Linked DNA regions of Mus musculus: region 1 is linked to region 2. A link is a contact called in public HiChIP or PLAC-seq data. All regions are on one chromosome and are shown on one strand. Each heading gives the region's core, a stretch centred on a gene start, on an enhancer-like site or on the middle of the called end of the contact. The rest is flanking DNA. Distances are from core to core; before and after follow the strand shown.

Region 1 (6,827 bases), core at 4,082-6,581, 190 kb before region 2:
ATGGGGCTGCAAAACCCTTCAGGTCCTTGAGACCTTTCTCTAGTTCCTCCATTGGGGACCCTGTGCTCAGTTCAATGGTTGGCTGAGAGCGTCCACTTCTGTATTTGTCGCCCAGAAGACAGCTACATCAGGCTCCTGTCAGCATGTACTTTTCATCTACAATAGTGTCTGCATTTGGTGGTTGATCATGGGATGGATCCCCAGGTGGGGCAGTCTCTGAATGCCCTATCCTTCTGTCTCTGCTCCACAGTTTGTCTCTGTATCTCCTCCCATAGGTATTTTGTTTCCCGTTCTAAGAAGAATTGAAGTATCCACACTTTGGACTTCCTTCTTCTTGAGCTTCATGTGTGTTCTTTTGTGACTGGGTTACCTCACTCAGGGTGATAATTTCTAGTTTCATCCATTTGCCTAAGAAAACACATGGTATGTACTCACTGATAAGTGGATACTAGCCCAAAAGCTCCAAATAATCAGGATACAATTCACTGACCACATGAAGCTCAATAAGAAGAAAGATCAAAGTATGGGTGCTTCGGTCCTTCTTAGAAGGAGAACAAAATACTCACAGGAGCAAATATGGAGATAAAGTGTAGAGCAGAGATTAAAGGAAAGGCCACCCAGAGACTGTCCCACCTGGGGATTTATCCCATACACAGTCACCAAAACCCAGACACTACTGTGGATGCCAAGAAGTGCATGCTGACAGGAGTGCGATATAGCTGTCTCCTAAGAGGCCCTTCCAGAGCCTTACAAATACAGAGGCAGATGCTTGCAGCCAACCATTGGACTGAGCACGGGGTCCCTAATAGAGGAGTTAGAGAAGGGGCTGAAGGAGTTGAAGGGGTTTGCAACCCCATAGGAAGAACAACAACATCAACCAAACAGACCCCCCAGAACTCCCAGGAACTGAACCACCAACAAAGGAGTACACATGGCTCCAGCTGCATATGTAGCAGAGGATGGCCTTGTCATGCATCAATGGAAGGAGAGATCCTTGGTCCTATGAAGGCTTGATAGATGCCCCAGTGTAGGGAAATCAAGGGCATGGAGATGAGAGTAGGTGGTTGGAGGAACACCCTCATAGAAGAGGGGAGAGGGAGGATGTGATAGGGTGTTTCCAGGAGGGAGGGAAACCGGGAAAGGGGATAACATTTGAAATGTAAATAAAGAAAATATTCAATTAAAAAAAAAGAAACCCAAATGTCCCTCAACAGAGGAATGGATACAGAAAATGTGGTACATTTACACGATGAAGAACTACTCAGCTATTAAAAAGCAATGGCTCTGGAACTTCTCATTGCACCATCTAACCTAATTCTCACAGAACACTGGGCATACCTTCATGTATTTCTGTAGCATCCTAATTATATGTGATAGGCCTGTACCTTTAATCAGTGTGGTTATCCATTGTAAAGCATATAGAGGCAATACCTCTAGAACACTTTGGCTATTGATTTTCAGGAGAGAGCTATGGAATCACAGAATGTCAGAGAACATATTAACCAAAAAGTCTCATTTTGGCAGACAACTCTAAACCTTGGGAAGATATTACTAACTTGAGTTAAACTTAAGCACTTAAGCAATCGAATGCTTCTCAGGCCGCTCATCTGCTTAGTGACTTAACATTCCAAAACAGGTGTTGAATATACAGATGACTATGGCACAGCCCCAGAAGCCAAGGATTTAGCAAGCTTCCTGGGAATAAACCCATGAACAGCAGTGTATTTTGATTTCAATCTTTTGAGGACAGTGTGACAGTACTTAAGATATTTTCTTTAAATAAATTACCTTAGTCCTTCAATTAATTCTCAATAATTAATCCCACAGAAACAGACTTGGAGAAAGTGAATATTTAGTTATAAAATGCAGCACACCCCCCATGAGTGTTACTTAATTTCAGAATAAAGTAGGGTGTCTGATACCTTGACCTCTTTGTAGTCACTTAAATCTGTGTGGAAGAAAAATATTAACATAAAAAGATGATTGTGATATACTGTCCAAAGATCAAACAGTAGCTCCCACTGGACTTTAGAGATCATGAGTCTATTTTTGTAGTATGTTTTTTTCCTTATGCCCAGAATAACCTCTCAAAGTGTTACCAGTAGGCACTGCTCCTTTCTTCTTGGGTGCACTTTCTAAACACTTGGCAGTGCATACCCATTTGCCTTAAAATAACAGAAGAAAAACAATAAGATCTCTGGATATCATGGATTCCAGAATAGCAGATCTACCCATGTGAAGACAGAGCACTTGAAAGTCTGACCTGGATGGACACATTCATGCGTAACCTACTGAGCATTGTTTATGTGTAAAATACCCTAGAGGAAAAGCTAGAACAAATGTTCTGTTTTTCCCAAATCTTAGTGAAAGGGGGAATAAACAAACACGAAAGAGCACATTGCCAGGGCATATGAGGGCACAGCTTGGCTTGGGACAGGCGCTGACACTGGTGGTGGCCCTGTTGAGGTTCCTAACAGTTTCCAAGGCAGCTCCCACGTCACCTCACCTCATCTCACCTCACATCACATCTCATTGTGTCCCACACTGGCAGTGTGTTTTGATGAACTTGATTCTCTGAAAATAGGTAATGCAGGCATCAGTGCTGGTTCCTTATTAGACAGAATAGTAAGTTACCCAGAACATCCGAAGTAAATAATAAGAATTTAGTGGTTATTTGATTGCACTAATCTTTGTCCTCCACAACTTTCAACCTATTAGGGAGGCATCAGCATGACGTCAGCAGGAGGAACTGAGACGAATTCAATGGGACACTGCACCAAGGACAGAGTGGAAACTGTACTTACCTCATGGAGACTTCCAGGCTCTCAGACAGATTAAATTGGAATAGAACGAGCACATGCGTTCCTCTATTTATTTACTTGGCAGAAGGTGCCTTATTTTATATAGATCACATAGCCATCACTGAAGATGTATGCTATTTTTAAAAGTGTCACACCCTAGTGGAGAGAGCATCTGGCTTCTTGAAGGGCACAGTGCAGTCTGAGGAGACACAGGGAAGGAGGTAGAAATGATAAGCCTCTCCCCATCTCCTCCTGGAAGCTTCTTTAGTTTGATCTTTGCCTCCTCTCTGAACCCAATTCACAGGATTTCCAGGGTGTTACAATGGTTTTGTTTTGCACATGGACAATCAGAGGTTGTCTGTCCGAGTTAGAAACATACATGCCCATAACTGCACACTTGGGAGCAGAGACATATTGCAGACCCAGGTCTGTCAGATCCCAAGCTTGTAATTTGTCTGTAGCACCCTGGTGTTACCTAAGACCATACTGCGTATGTGTCATGGTATCAGGTCAAAGGGATGTAGAGACCTGGAATGACAGGGCATGCAGACTTGCTGCTTAATACTGAAACTCTTCAGTGAGGTTGTGTTAGGCTTTTGTGCATTGGTTCAAGCAATGCCTGAGAGATGGTATGGTCAGTCAGTGTAAATGTGATCAGATTTGCATGTGTCTTTGCAATTACTTAGTGGTAGTGACCTTCAGCAGTGTCTTTATCTCTGGTGCTGATGGGATGCCACTTACAGTTGGGGCAGGCAATGGAGATCTATCCTGGAAGCCAATGTCCAGGAAGACTGGTCCTAGGTCCAGCACGCTTCATCGTTTACTGTGGTGTCTGCTCATTCTTGAGTATCACACACACCCTGATTCCACACCCCACCCTTGTGATTTATATCCTCTGGTCCTACCATTATGGGTTTGTTTAATTGAGGACAGGATATGTCAATTCCACCAGGAAAGAATAAGAGCACTACCCCATTTTTGGAGCTAAATTTTAAGCAAGCTTTATTAACTGCCAGGCAAGATGATAGACACTGGACCAGTCAATACTTGGGATTTGCAGAAAAGATGGCCCTGAATTATGTTAGTCCAGTGCTTATAAAGGCAAAACCTACAGGCTACATACTTCCCACTTTTGTCCAATCCAGGGCAAAAATACATCCTGACTTCCAGCAATAGAGGTCATGCTCAAGCAGTGTAAATCTGATTAGATTCATATATGCCATTTGCAATTACTTAGCTACTTCCAAATTCATGCATGCTTCCTGCCTATGTACCTCCCACCTCCGTGTGATCAAGCACATTGTGTGCTTTACGGGAGTGAAAACACATGGCTTGTTATCTTACATGAGCAATAGTTGCCAGCATTCTAGGGAGTTATTTGCCCTTGGGCAAGTGGGACTTACAGATTAGAGGCATTATTTTTCTAGACCTCTTAAGCACAGCATTTTAAACTTAAAACATAACTGTAGCCATCACAGATACTGGTGGGTTGAGCACGACTCTTATTTTGTGTTAGAGAATGAGGACTGAGCTCAGGGTACCTAATTCCTTGATGACATCTGAACATGCAGTATCTTCTCCCTCAAGTGGTACCTTTGTTCTTCATTTGCTTCCTGGTCTTCGAAAAGCCACTTCCAGGCACCTAAGCCACCTTGATCTTGAAGGCTTCTGTTCTGAGAGAAATTTAGTCTCATAGTTCTTTAGGCATTACGTTCTCACCACAGCTTAGGTCTCTAACATTACTTAGGCCCTGTAAGGTCACTACTTGGGTTTAAAATCATCGGACTGTAACCTTGATCTAGGAGTTAATAGAGTTCAATTTCAAAACTCACCCAAATCCATTACTTATTCTGAACTATTTATTTGGAAGTTTGGTCTTATTTTGCGTTAAAATCGGCCTCTCTGACTCAGTATTAGACTCAGCCAGGGAGGTTGTACAACTGACCATGAGCCATCCTGTGGAATTTTTATAAGATTGCCCCGATTGGAAAGGGATGTTTCTTATAGAAGGCTTTTGTATGAATAAGTTTTAGGCAGTATCTTCCACAAACAGCTTTGGAATTACTACCATTCAATTTTCTTTGCTAGGAACTCTTTAGGAATTTTGTTTGTTTATTTTCTATAACCTGACACCAAATAGTTCCAGTTGCCCTATGGCCAGACTGAACTCTGATCAACATGGGTTGCCCTTATTTGTATGACCTATACTCACTTTGGAAAGACTGCAGAACTTCTCAGAGATTGTACCTAGTGGCTCACAGTAACTTTCCAGAACTCTATACTGGCCAGTTTGGTCTGTCCTTTGCATGGCCAGGAATCTATACACAAAAAAACTCTTCCAAATGTACCCTGCTCCCCAATATCTGATGCTCTAACTTGTTCTAAGGGGTGATTCCATTCATTCCTCTGCCACCCCTCTCCACGATAATAATTGTAGCTAGACTTCCAGGCCACAGTACAACCTTCAGTGAGAAGTCTTCAGTGATAATTTCCTCCAGTTGGGGCCATCACCTAACAAACTGTGAATCAGCTATGAATCACCTAACTCTGCTATGAATCCATTAATGGATTAATTCACTGATGCAGTCAGTGCCCTCATCATCCAATTGCCTTTTCATAGAGCCATCAGCTGGGGCCAAGCTCCTAATGCAGGATCGATACTTCTCAGATCCACAACAGATCCATAGCATCCCTCCTCTTCTCCTTTCCCCAACCACTCCCTCTCATTCCCTCAATGTTTCCCCCTTTCCCCTTTTTTTCTCCCGTTGCTGAAGCTGAGGGTGGCAACCTGCCTGGTCCTGTGAAGTGGTACCTTGCTGAGAGGCTGGGAAGGACATTAAGACTCTTAAGTCCTTGTTGGTTGGTTTTGTTTCCAATGAGTTAATTTCTAGATGTGGTGAATTTAATGGTAACTTTTTGTTGTTAATAAAGAATGACAGATGTGCAGATAATTTTGAATTGTGTTAATGCTATGAAAAACAAATCAGCCCTGTTGGCATAATACCTGATTTAAATAATGAATTAGCAGCACATTAAGTTTCAGTGCCTTTGTTGAAAAGTGTAAATCTGAGAGCAAGATGTGTTTGTGTGAAGTATAATACCCTAGCAATTCTGAGTTTGCTTCATTGTCTTATTGAAAAAAAAAAAAAGCACACATTCAGTCTCTTCGGATTTTCTGATCAAATTCTCAAGGATAAAAGTATTAGACTATAAAGATCTTTATAAATTGACACAATCTCGACATAGTATAGCCTGTGATCCCCTAACAATGATTTAGAATGTTAATTGGAGTATATATCCTTTTTGATATTTGGTTTGTTTTCTCTATAAATTATGATCAGAAATCTACTTGAGAGAATTTTTTTCCAGTAATTGGTATCAAGTAGTATTAGAAAAAATGTAACCCATGTTTCCTATTTTATTCCTCCATTAGCTTTGAGCATGCTATAGACTCTCCTCTTCCACATAGCATCTTCTGCCCCTTTAGCATCAAAGACAGGCCAAGGCTGACTCTTTTCTTGGCCAGGGCTGATACTACCCCCTTGTAATTAGAAACAACTTTATAATCAGAACCAAGGCTCAAAGAGTTTACATGATTCATCCAAGTTTTCAGAATTATCAGTGACTGAGCTAGAGTCCACCTATGAATTTTCTTGTTTCAGACCCACCATACTGATCTAAATTAGCAAAATGGAGGATTAGCCCCACTCAGCTCATGACTATAGTTTCATCCTTTTTATAATTAGCCCTGGGATACACTCACCAGTTAGCTGTTTTCAATATACATCACACACTTCATCTATCTCTCATATACCCAGGAACATTTGAAGTTTGGGATTCCCATCCTTGCTCTAACTGTACTGTCCTAGATTTGGAGCTAGGTGGAGAAAGATTTGTGTAGATTCATCCAATTACTACCAGTATATGTGCTCAGAAAACCTCCAAGCCCATTTCCTTCACACTTGGAATAAGAAAACTTAAGATTGTAGAGCTGTTGCAAAAGCTGAAGGAGATCAATTGTAGCGT
Region 2 (6,407 bases), core at 1,852-4,351:
TGTAGACAACCACAGTCAAACAGTGGAGCTTGAGGACTCTGATGGAAGAGTTGGAGGAAGAGATTGTTGACCCCTAAGGGGGTAGGAACTCCACAGGAAGACCAACAGAATCAACTAACCTGGACACTTGGGGCTCTCAGAGACTTGAATCACCAACCAAAGAACATACACAGGCTGGACCTAGGTCTCACCATACATATATGGCAGTTGTGCAGCTTGGTCTTTGAGTGGGTCCTGAAGAAGGCTATCCCAAAAGCTGTCTGTGGGATATTTTCTACTAACTGGCCTGCCTTGTCTGGCCTCAGTGGGAAAGGAAGCACCTAGCCCCACAGAGACTTGATGTGCCAGGTAGGGGGATACCCAGAGGACCCGCCACCTTCTCAGAGGAGGAAGGGAAGTAGGGATAGGCTGTGGGGGGGTGAATGAGAGGGAGCAGTAAGCAAAATGTAAACAAGTAAACAAAATAAAAATAAATAAAATACATAAAAATAAATAACAAAAAATGACAAAAAAGGAAAAGAAACCTAAACTGGTCTTTGAATACATGGCAAAATCCTTCACCATAGTTTGTGCAATACCAATCAATAATGTCAAGTATACATACAAACATGGCTTGTTAAGAGGAATCAGAACTTGGAGTCACTTTTCATTTGCTTGCCTGTGCTCACCTCTGAGTTTTCATCAGTTTCTCTTTGGTGCCAGTAAGGAACAAAACCAGTACTTGTCTACAGGTAGATCATCATATTCTGGTTTTTTTGTTTGTTTGTTTGTTTTTGGTTTTTTTTTTTTTTTTTTTGCTTATCTCAATCAACTATTTTGTTACTATTGATTCAAATTTCAAATAAATATGAGTTTTCTCTACTGTAATTTGCGTGCCATTTCTACTCTCTAATGTTCAAATCAATCTGACAGTAATACTTGTTACTTCAGCCTTTTAAAATAATGAAATATGGTCTCCTGAGTGATGGACTAATAATAGCATTAAGCCTATCACCAAGCATAGTACATATTTAAACAATGATCTAATCTCTATTTTTTGTTAACTCCGCATAATACAGAAACTAAATGATAGGCTGGGAGCTAAAATGGTGGAAACAGGGCTACTGCCTCTAGAAGTTGCACCATGGGAAAAGGCAGAAAATGTCCAATTCTCGTAGGTTTAAAAGAAAAGCTAGACGAGCCCTGAAAAAAATCAAGGTGAGGTGTGTGTGCCTTTGAGACTCGGTGGCATAAGGGCTGTGGAAACCACACTCAAATTTAGAACAAGGAGTGAGAAATTTTTCAGTGGGAGTTTCCGATGAAGAGAAAAATTTGATGACAACGGGCCTTGAGTTTCAGGAAACATGATTCATAGGTTCAGAGGTGAGGGAGAATAGGCTGGGGACGAGGGGGAAAGAGAATCGAGGGGACCTAGGTCTTCTGCTGCTTGTCATAAATGATACACAACAAAGGACTGATTATAATTAATTCTTAAGATGTTCCCAACTTTTTGCTGAGTTATTAAAAGTATGCCATTGAAACGTTTCTCTTCTGTAGCAAAAACTCTTAAATACCATGTTGATTTTTACTTAGAAAATGACTAAGAGGAAATGTTACCTAAGAACAGAACTAACTAAATATAATATACAAGGGTTGTAAAAAAGAAAAAAAAAGATTCAGACAAAAGTCCATGAGAGTTTTGTGAAAGAAATAAAGGAAGTAATTAAAATGTGTGTTCATGACAAGCGTTTATACTTTTGCCAAAAGTAGGAAAAGTCAACAAAATTTTAATTAAAAAATACTGCCTGTAAGAGATGCATGGCAAGGAAGTAAAGAGTTAATAATGAGATTTAATTTCTCTGAGTACATTTTTCCCACAATTTTAACTTTTCAATGTCATAACAAAAATTTTCCCAAAAGGTTAGTCAAAACATACTTAGATCACAAATTAAAATGTTACATGCAAGCAAAGCAGGTGAACTTTATGTCGGGTTTATAGCAAAACTTCAAAGATCATTACATTAAGTCTGTACACCACTAGAAGGGTACATTCTAAATTCAGAAAGGATACCAAGGAGGTGCCGGATCACTTGTGGTTAGGCAATGGTTCCTACAGTCCTGAAGCCTCTCAGCGCAGAAAGAAATGCTATGCCTACACTGAGGCTTTCTGGGTTTTGAGGAATATATATATATATATATATATATATATATATATATATATATATATAGAGAGAGAGAGAGAGAGAGAGAGAGAGAGAGAGGGGGGAAGAATCAGGTTCAGAAGGGATACTGTGTGACCCTACTTCTATACGTTTATGGAATGGCAAAGTGTGAGAAGTGGGATGTGGGGGAATACAGCATGATGGTATAATGTTTGTTTAGCAATGTTAAGAGCCTGAGTTCTTATGTTAGTTAACACAAAAGTCATTAAAAAGTTCTGAGGAGAGACATAGTAGAGTCTCACTACTATGCCTTGCCCAGGAAGAGAGATATAGGCTAAAGGGGAGGGGAGGTCTATAAGGGCCATTGGAGGGACCTTGGGACATGGACTAGGTCAGAGTAGAATACTACATAGGGTTCAACTCATAGACTACATTTGCCATGTACACAGTCAACCTGGGTACATGTCATGGAACTGGTAGGCTGTTGAGATCCTGGATAATGCATAACACTGGTTTTCAAGAGGTTTCCAGTCTGAGCCAAGAGGTCAATGGGCCTAATACTTTGCTGTAACTGAAAGTAAATCCACAATTACTTCAATTAAAATGAAGCAAGCACAAAAGGCATTAGAATGATATGAGTACAGTCTTGATTCAGGGATTCTGGCATCATTGTGTATACACCATGAAACGGAACAAATGATTAAATATTTTAATGATTGGAGAGTTGGGATTCTTACCGTCAGAGAAGGAAAACATAAAGGAGTGAGGGAAGAATACCAATTAAAGATAAGAATTGTAAATGTCAAAATTTCAGCTACATTTCTTATGCTCTGTCAATTTAAAGGCCTTAAGTGAGAACATGGGAAGCAGCCGGGTCTTTGCTGCTCAGTACCATACTCTACTCTAGACTTCCTGATTCCCATCCTAGGTCTTGAATGGACAAACATCCAAGGCCTGTGTTGTTATAACAACGGGAAAAGACATACTTCAAAGATTAGGAGACATATGAGAGGAGCAAGAGCTGGCTCACACAGGCCAAATTAGAGATAAGATAAACACTAAAATGAAAAATGATTGTAATAGATCAGAACATTAAAAGAGTCATTGGATTCTAGTGACAATATAAAACATAAGAGAAAAGTCTGGGTGGAAGATCTTTACAAAAGAATGCTAGCTCATTTATAACCTAGCAGAAGGAATGCTAAAACCACCATGTCTACACTCTGAAATTGCCAATAATATTGAGTCAAAAGCATCTGCTTAGTATTAAAGTAATTGGTACAAATGCATTGAATCCAGCTGGACTCCGAGTATCATCTTGCAATTGTATATTCATGACTCAGATAAGGAAATAAATAAAGAGGGCAGGCTGGAGATAGGACTCATAAGTTTAGAATCCTTGTTTACTCTTACACAGGGCCTGAGTTTGATCCCCAACACCCACCCACATGGTGGCTCACAACCATCTGGAATTCCAGTTGCAGAGGACCTGACATCCTCAGCCACTAGATATGCATATGATGCATGCACATACATGAGGTGGTGCATGCACATACATGCAGGCAGACAAACACATAATATTAAATTTAAAAAATAAAGTTAAAAAGAGTAAAGTAAGAACATGATAGCCTGATGCAATTAATAAGTCCTGGTTTGATCCTGATCAAAAAAGCAATTGGAAGGAAGAAGAGCCTCAACCATTAAGAAAACTGAGAGATGGACAGTATTATTTACACTAGATAACATAGATGTGATCATGGTGTTGGGATTAGTTAGGAGAACGTCCTTACAATTGATTCAACTATTCACATGGGAAGAACCATGTTGTGTGTAGTATTCAAATGGCTTGTCAAAACTACAAATGGAGAACAGAGGCAAAAAAAAAAAACCATTAATGCTTGGTGATTGTAGCTGAAGTGAATGTGGCATTCTTTAAATTCGACATTTTTCTAAATAAAGATTAAGGGAAAAACTCTTTGCTCTTTATTTTGCTAAACCATATTTCAGCTTAACTTAAAAAAAAATAAACACAACATGCCAGGCATCCTCTAAGACTTTTGCAAAGTCTACCTTTCTCCTTAATTGGCAAAAGTTGTTTAAATAAATCCACAAGATGGTTTCTGATTAAATTCCAGAAAGGAGTCAAATAAAAGAAATGGCATCTGTGATCCAACAGGAAGGGGGAAAAAACGTATCTGTCAAAATGTTATTTTATTTTGTCTTTGTTGTGCCCAGCCAGTACGCCTCTTCGTTATTTTTAATCCCAGCTAGAGAAGTTTCAAGTTATTTTAGAAGGCCCTGAGAAACAAATCCCAGCAGGGTTTGTTCTTATCAATTTGTAGCTCTAGTAAGACTGCATTTTGTTCTGTTTAAATGCGTTTTAGATTTTATTTTAGCCCGAGGATAAAAGTTCTGTTAAAAATTAGATGGCAAGTTGCAGGACTGATAAAGACGTTGCCTATTACACACACTCCTGTGGGAAGGTGAGGGTGGATGGAGGACGCGAGGTATGGCTGTGAGGGTTAGAAGGATAAATGAATCCTGTCCCTTTCCTAGAAACAGATTCTGGCTCCCGGGTCAAAGGGACATCCAGTGGTGGATCCACAAATCATCCCACAAAGCTTTTAAGGTTCAGACATGGCATTATGGGTGGGTGGGATCTGGGGTGGCTGTTTCCAGGTTGTGACATCTTATTCAAGAATGAAATGAGAGTGTACGCAGATTACAAAGGTAGCAAAGATAACTTATCCAGAGCAAAGCAATAGTATAGATTTAGGTGGGGTGCATGATCAAGACCTACTCAAAGGCCCAAATTACTGCTTAAAACCTCCTTTTATTGGGGTTCAAGTGGAAGAGCTTGCTTATGAAAGCTGTAGCTTGGAAGGTTCTCTAGTTTGACCGCCTGGCTTGAGTTGCATAGACCTTGCTTGCAATGTATGTTCTGAAGTGGGGATTTGGGGGTTCGTTGGAGACTCAGTTGTGTCATGTGATGTTTTTCTGGAAACTGTCTTAAGAGAGGATGTTTTGCTGAAACAGTCATGTGAGATGTTTTGCTGCAGGAGACATGGGAGACGATGTTTTCCTGAGAAAAAACGTGGTGTTTTTCTGGAGGCTGCCTGGTGAAAGGTCATGTGATATCTTGCTGGAGCAGATGTCTGAGAAGACATGTGAGGTTTAGTGTATAGGGGTATAAGTGTAACCCAACAGACAGTGGACAGTGCTTTTGCATTGGTTTGCTTTGCAACTCTTTGCTGGTCTTCCTTGGGCTTTGTTGATGCTGGTCTTCCCGGAAGACACTCTTGCATTGGTTTGCCTTGCTTTCTTTTCTGGTTTTCGCTTGTCATGACTTTCTACAGAGAAACACACCAAAAAACTTCTGGTGGTATTCCAGATGCTTCTTGCTGCTTCCTTGGACTCGTGCCAATCAGCAGAGCCTTGTGGTTTCTTCTGGATCAAGCCACTGCTACTTACTATTCATGTTTGGTGTTTGCCAAGTGAACTAGACTGCCACTGCTTATTCTTGTTTGGCGTTTTGCTAGTGGACTGAACTGCTAACTATGAAGATTAAAACTACCCCGAAAGAGCCATTTCTAAACAGGCCCACAACCCCTGTTTCCTATTATCCTTTTTTCCCCCTACTTCTGGTGGATGGTGGGAGGAGGTTGAAGCATTAAAGAACCACAATTAAAGTAGGCCTTAAAAAATCTAAGACTACAATGTCCCTTCCCATAATGTATATTATTTTAATCATGTTTTTGTTTGCCTGATTATACATAGAAATAAGATGATAAATAAGGAATATTCCTTAATTCTTTTGAAGGACAAGGGGTGACACAGTATAGTCCAGTCTATAAGGCAGCGATAACTGAATCCTTCGGTGGTTCTATAGCACAACTGCTAATCAGGAAATACTGCTTCTCAAATTCAACTTGGAAATACAGTCCAGTATAAAAGGCAGTCTTAGCCCATTGTTCATAGTTCCCAAATGCATTACAAGATGTGTTCAAACAGAAACTGGCAATGTCAAGGGGCTACTAATGGGAGTAACTTATTTATATTGTTTAAAGCTGTTGTATGTGCAGTCTAGAGTAGGTGAGGTTCTAGGTTCCTAATAGGTTGGTAGGTATTCTATTATGAGAAGGATGTGTGCATATTGTATGCAACTAGCTGTCAAGTATATAGCTAGATGAGCTGATGGTGGCACACTTCTGGGGTTGGAATCCTGCCTTGCTAAACGGTACCTTCTGCTTTGCTGCCTCGATAGCG

What was found. HiChIP or PLAC-seq counts read pairs in DNA pulled down with a chosen protein or histone mark.
Region 1: a CTCF HiChIP or PLAC-seq map of the NIH/3T3 cell line shows a contact between it and region 2, with 14 read pairs. The contact joins two enhancer-like sites. A contact is called at or near these places in 1 of 15 datasets of contacts at CTCF or cohesin (the NIH/3T3 cell line) and 1 of 9 other capture datasets (embryonic stem cells).

What each region holds. Positions count from the first base shown.
Region 1 is chr9:52,696,160-52,702,986 of GRCm38.p6, reverse strand. All of the region lies in intron 1 of Gm1715 (predicted gene 1715), which reads right to left. Among named protein-coding and RNA genes, the nearest start is that of Gm1715, 20 kb to the right of the region's middle. Within about 2 kb of position 5,331, at least 2 of the 459 cell types and tissues checked have an H3K27ac peak or open chromatin away from gene starts, as enhancers often do. A contact at or near this core is called in the NIH/3T3 cell line, where this site is marked.
Region 2 is chr9:52,503,250-52,509,656 of GRCm38.p6, reverse strand. No RefSeq gene overlaps it. Among named protein-coding and RNA genes, the nearest start is that of Gm33210, 68 kb to the left of the region's middle. Within about 2 kb of position 3,101, at least 3 of the 459 cell types and tissues checked have an H3K27ac peak or open chromatin away from gene starts, as enhancers often do. A contact at or near this core is called in the NIH/3T3 cell line, where this site is marked.